Regions from separate parts of the Lactuca sativa genome. Here region 2 is linked to region 1. The links are chromatin contacts, called in public Hi-C maps. All regions are on one chromosome and are shown on one strand. The core of a region is the stretch at or near the end of the contact, and the rest is flanking DNA. Distances in the headings are between cores, read along the strand shown. Region 1 holds the start of LOC111890052. Region 2 holds the start of LOC111889953.

The links. A called contact is a pair of places that touch in the nucleus more often than the background predicts.
Region 2: a contact with region 1 is called in a Hi-C map of leaf, with 5 times the contacts expected there. The contact joins the promoter of LOC111889953 here to the promoter of LOC111890052 in region 1. A contact is called at or near these places in 2 of 4 Hi-C or Micro-C datasets (bud and leaf).

The regions. Positions count from the first base shown.
Region 1 is chr6:80,773,819-80,777,112 of Lsat_Salinas_v11, reverse strand. It overlaps LOC111890052, which reads left to right and starts at 1,623. Exons shown (of 2, transcript XM_042895795.1): 1 at 1,623-1,771; 2 at 2,377-2,866. The coding sequence starts at 2,387. The coding sequence ends at 2,776. LOC111890088 (small nucleolar RNA SNORD24) reads left to right here and starts at 2,185; the gene lies at 2,185-2,270. LOC111890102 (small nucleolar RNA R12) reads left to right here and starts at 1,907; the gene lies at 1,907-1,993.
Region 2 is chr6:80,903,877-80,907,170 of Lsat_Salinas_v11, reverse strand. LOC111889953 reads right to left here and starts at 1,793. Exons shown (of 1, transcript XM_023886107.3): 1 at 395-1,793. The coding sequence starts at 1,302. The coding sequence ends at 574.

The DNA.
Region 1 (3,294 bases), core at 374-2,873:
TCCAAAGTCAACATACAAACAGAATTTCATCATAAGCAAACCCGAATCTGAGAATCTAGATTATTAGAATGGATTTTGAATTGAAATCGAGTTAGAATTGCTTACTATATGTCATATAAAATTATTTTGATTAAAAAACAAAAATGAATTACTTTTCAAGTTAGCAATAAATTACAAGAAATATTAAAGGGTTTTTAGTTTTTACCATCTTATATGGGATCATGTTGTACATCATTTTGTTGCAAAATAAACATATTTAAATACCATCTTAAATGTCGTTTGTGAGATCACTTATTTATATACTTCATCCACATTACAAACAATACAAGTTTCTCTATACAAGTTTCTCTTTGTTGAAAATATTGGTGTGCCAAAATAGGTTTAAGCGATCTTAGACCAAATAGAACTTACAAAAACCAATTTCTTATATATAATTATGTACAATAAAGTTATATTTAAATCCAAGATTAATATTGTTCAGTTAAAAGTTTGGTATCGGCTTAAAATCTTCTTCTCTCTAGCATCTAAAATAGTGATTTGTTCTTCCTGATTTCTGAAATATGCTGTGAAATAGTGATTATTTTGTGAACTTGATGAAAAATGAATTAACAATTAATGAAATTGATGAAATATGAAGCTGATGAAATTTTTTGTTCATGGATTATATTTGTGTTAACAGATGACTGTTTTGTGAAATTGATATGTTGTGATAATCTATTTTTTCTATTTTGATTAGAATTTTGATAAAATAATGAAATCATTTAGAAGGGTTAATGAAATTGGTTTGTTGCTTAAATGTTAATACTATATGTATTCACAGATAATGGATGAAAACAACACTACAATCCCGTACGAGGTGATACCGGCAGTGATGTTTATGAAGAAGGTCCAAGTACACGTCGCACGAGCAATGATGATTTATATATGGCAGCGAGACGGGATATTATTGCACAAGATATAATCACATTACGTAGATGAATGTAATATTGTCTATGATATTGTTTATGAATTATTTACAATTTGTGTGAACGTAATTTTAATATTGTCATGGTCTAATCCAAAAAATTAGAAATATTTTAATTTGTATGAACGTAATTTATATTTTACATTTGTATGAACGTAATTCTAATATTGTCATGGTCTAATATAAAAAGTCCTCTTATGAATTATTTACAATTTGTATGAACGTACTAATTTTAATATTTTCATGGTATAATCTAAAAAATTAGAAATATTTTAAAAGAAATTTATATTTTATATTTTCTAATAAAATGTTTATAAAATTATAATATGTGTTTAAAAAAATTTTAAGTATAAAATAATATATATAAAGTAGTAAATTAATGTAAATATGTAAACATGTCCTTTTTTGTCATTTTACATATAAAAGTTAAACCAAACACTTTAACTTTTGACTTTTCTCTTCAAAAGCTAATCCAAACAAATTTTAAAAAATAACTTTTCCAAAAAGTCCTTTTACAAAAAAGACTTTTGCCCTACAAAAGCTAAGTCAAACACCCTCTTAAAAAAGTGTTAATCTTATTAAACAAGCCGAAAAACAATTTAAAATTCAATGTCATGGGCCATTATGTACAAATTCGAAGTTTAAATTGAGGCCCATAAAAGATTGCGAAAATGGAAAAATTAACGGCGGCCTGCTCCACGTCGCAGCAACTAGGGCTTCCATACCATTTCATGATCGCTATATATACCACACGCCGTCGACTTCATCGGCAACTCGTCTGGGGTTTCCAGTTTACATCATAACCAGGTTGTTTGTTTTTATTGAATTTCAGTATTCCGATTTGTCATTTCTGTGTATGAAATCAATCGCAATCTGAACAGATTCATATATTTTGTTTCGTTTTTATACTTTATTTTTCTTCATAAATGGTAGATTATGTCAATGAGTATGACGAAAAATTTGACGGATTGTCAATGATTTTCTCCTCAGGAGAACAAGTGATCATACAACCAGCTACTTCTGACTCATTATCGATTTCTCAAATTTTTGTCTAGTTTTTTCTTTTGAAAAATCAATTTAAGACGATTTGAGTTTATTCAGTTTTGTTGATTTAAAGTTATTCCTCTTAATTGTTGAATAGTTTTTTTTAGTAAAATATGCTTTTAGCATCGAATTTTGAAAATTGAGTTAGTGATATGTTGCTTGTTTAGATCAATAGATGCCAGTGATGTAAGAAAGATATTTGCTACTCTTGATGAGTCTTTGCTCATTTGATGATTCATTATCCACCAAGATCTCTGAGGCATATATTTTGGATAACACATGTATTATTTTAAATTTATAATCATTTTTCTAAAATCCAATCTTTAAATACCAAAAAACCAACATATTTTGTATTGCACATTTTCTAGGTTTCTACCCATGTCGACTGAAAAAAGAGGGTCAAAAAGGTCAAAGACATCCAATGATTACCCACAAACATCAGATGCTTGTTCTCAAACCAATCTTAATGACAAAGATGTGGAGTTTGAATCTGAACAACCTCGACACTTTGTTGGAATGGATAAAGCGAAAATGGTTCCATCATTGTTAAATAACTCGCCGGAGAATAAATACCAGCGATTGTTTGACATAATGGACCAACATCTTTCTTTGCAAAAAGAAAAAATCGCGATATTGATAGAAAAGGTAGCATTTAAAAAACAGAAAGTGTATTTAGATATTCTTGAAACGAAGACTGATGATTTGGAGGGTGACGACCTTCTAGCGGTATTAGCCATAAAAAAATTAGTTAGAGATATATATTTGTAATTTTTAGGGAAAATGACTTAAGAGACCATTCAAGTTTCAAATTGGTTCGAAAAAAACATTCAAGTTCGTTCGAAAAAAAACATTCAAGTATTACATGTTCGAAAAAAACATTCAAGTTCGTTCGAAAAAAACAATCAAGTATTACATGTTTGCAAAAAACATTCAAGCTTTACATGTTCAAAAAACACCATCAAACTAAGACATATGTTTAAAAAATATACATGTTCTGTTTAAAAAACATCACATTTATAGTTTTGGGATAACTTACATATTTAGTCTTTAATTTTTTTTTTTAACTCGGACGGTCCCTTTAGTTTAGATTTGCTTCGATTTTGGACCCTGATTGAGTTAAAAGACTAATATATCCTTACTATTTTCATTTAACATTATTTTTATTATTTATTAATTATTTATACAATTTGTGTTATTATTTATTATAAATATATCAATTCTATAAATAATTAATAAGTAATAAAAATAAATGTTAAATGAAACTAATAATTGTATATTAGGCTTTT
Region 2 (3,294 bases), core at 544-3,043, 130 kb before region 1:
AGCTTGTGAAAGGGAAAGCAAAGATTTTATAAAATCTTATAAAAATATAAATATCCGTCCTCTTTATAGTAAATAGTAATGTACTGTATATGCCTTCTTGCAATTATCACATGATTACAAGGACAATATTGTAAAGATGTCAGCCTTCTCTTTTTTTCAAGCAAGAACACCAATAATATGATTTTCACTCATTTTTTCTTCAAAAATAATTCGAGAATGCAATGTTAATTGTGTTATAAAAATAAATACTCATACATGAGTAGGCTCTCAAGCTCAGAATATTTAAAATTTGTGGTATCCGTATGTAAACTACGATTACTGACTACACATAAAAATTAACCATAAAGTTATACATGTCAATAGTTTCAAGGTAGATGATCCTGAATCCTGAATATAAACATCAAAGGTTCTTACTTTTTTTCATCAAATTTGATAAGTATAACAAGTAAAAGATGCAGATTTCAGGGATCTGTTATTATGTATGTAGGTGAACAAGGAGACTTAAATAATAATATCAGCTCATGTTTATTCTATCTAAAGAGAAATCTAGCATAAGATTAAAAAAAAAGAAAATCATTTCTTGATTCTACGGATTCTTTTAGCACCCCATACCTCCAATCTTCCGGCTGGACATCCACATGGTGCTCTGAAAATAAGAACAGTTCGACCATTAAGAGGTGCCATCTTCTTCAACTCGGCTTCCAGCTCCTTGTGATCTTTTCCTAGTTCCAATGGCTTCACGCCATAATCTGTTGTTCTTCCTGATGATGAATACTTGACACACTCTTCAGACTCAAGCTGGATATCAAACTCAACAGCTTTACGCAACCCTTTACAATCTGGCTTTCCACATTTCCTTGATTTTACTTCGAGAATTTCCCAAGCGGCAATACTAGCTATCACTCCGCTGAAAGCTGCAACCAAACCAACAACATATGCAATTGGTGCATCTGATATTATATCTCCGATCACTTCAAAAACCAATGGGAGAATCTCAATTGCTTCATGATAGATTGTATTCATGTATGGTATGATTAGGAATCCGAGTGATCCTAATACGAGAATCAGCATAAGAATATCGAGCGCTGCAAAGGGGGATCGCTCGCAAAACGGATGATACAAAGGGTTTATTGAATTGGAGCTGGAATTGGAATTAGAATTGGAATTGGAACCATACTTCCTATTGTTCCGAGAGTGATTGTTGTTGTTATTCATCGTCGGTGTCATATTTTTGTGCTGTTCGAAGGCTCGGCAAAATTCAATCAAGCTACGGCAATCAACCATTGGTAATCTCATAGCCATTCGGATTCCGATCCCTATTTATTTTTATCTTAGCAATTTATATCTTCAATCTCGATCAATCTCAAATCCGTACTAGTGCGCCAATAAAGAATTTCCAATCTACCTCGAGATTTACAAGTTCACCTAATTTGACTAATCAAATGGAGATCTATAACGGGCAGACGCCAAACCAATCAACGAAGAACAGGCCAATCTTCAAAGAACAGAGCCGAATATGAACGCAAATCGATTAGATAACAATTCGCCATCATCGGTGAAATGATTGACCAAAAGGGCAAGGGGATGAAAAAACCACCATACAAACCAATCGCTAACTGAATCGAGATACGAGAGGACGATCGGAATCAGCGGAATTTGAGCTAGAAAACGTGAGGCGTGGATTATGAGGCGAGATTGTGATTGTGATTGCGAAGAAGGGATTAATGACGATGAAGATGATGACATTCAGTGGGAGATATAAACACGGCGAAGAATAATCCGTGGCTTAGTTACTAATTTGAAATGGCATATTTGGCCCCTAAAGTACCATTATTACATTTTTGCCTCGTAAATATTTTATTTCCTTTTATTACATATGAAAATGACAATACATCAATGCATCATGTTGATTTTTATTTTATTTTTTGCTTTTATTGTCATTGTGAAAATTTATTCCAGGATAAATATTCTGATTTCTTTAACATTCTGATGATAGACTTCATTCGTGCACATTTATAATGCATAAAGTGAAATATGTCATGTCATTCTAAAACATTGCACATGTGCACCTTAAAAACCGCCCATAATCATTTTGTTGGTAGTTTAGATCTTGTTAATTTGCTTCTTTAATTTATGTTAAACATTTGAACATGCACTAACACAGAATAAGTTTTTGAACGGAACACCTTTAAATTAGTTCTTACGCCTTGTTCCCGAGTTTTTTTTGTAAATTCATTAAAAGAAAGGGAAGAAAAATTTTGACTGAAAGAAAGGGAGGTGAAGGAAAATATTCAGTATTTTGTGTTCCCGAGTTCGAAGGAAATGAAAGGAAAGGAGAGGAAAATTTTTAGTTTTTGTGTTCCCGAGTTAGAAGGAAAAAGAAAATAAAACTTAAAATTTTTCTTCCCCTCACTTTCTTCCCAAATCCGCCCAATTTGGGAGGAAAATATGACTTCAAAATCCTTCCCCTCCCCTCACTTTCCTTCCATTAATGAAACTCGAGAACACGATTTTCTTTCGACACCCCTCACTTTCCCTCAGTATCCTCCCATTTCTCTCCTTAAGTAGAACTCGGGAACAAGGCGTTAAAGTTGGTCATTCAAATAATGACTTGTATGGGTAATTAATTTTGGTTTTTTTATACATTTAGTCACTAAATTTATTTGTATGCTTAATATACCATTGAAGTTGTTGAAACTGTAAAAAGAATACCAATATGACCGGGTATAGTGGGTTTTGCCTGTTTCCGACATCATTTCCGGCCAAATACGATTTTCCGACCAAATATGAATTTTCCGGTCATCTTCTCCGGCTAAACATGGTTTTCCCGACGAATGAATTTCTTGAAGGACACACCTTTTTCAGCCTTTTTTTGTGTGTGTGTGTGTGTGGGGGGGGGGGGGGGGGGGGGTATTATGATCAGGAACATGAAAACATGCAAATTTCAGGCTTCAAATTCAAAGCTTCATTTCAGATTTCGAGCTTCTTTTCAAGATAATTGATTTCCTTTGAAGATTTCAAACATGAACACAATTGATTTCCTTTGCAGATTTCAAACATGAACACTATTGATTTCCTTTGCAGAACTAATATGAGGCTTTATCCTTCTTCTCCCATACAAAATGGACAAGGAGACATCTCGATTTAGGGTTTTTTAGGAAAAGGAAACCATTGATTTAGGGATTTTTTGGGTTCTACATATGAACAGGAACATTTTTTGGGAGGGGGGTATTATGATCAGGAACATGAAAACATGCAAATTTCAGGCTTCAAATTTCAAGCTTCATTTCAGAT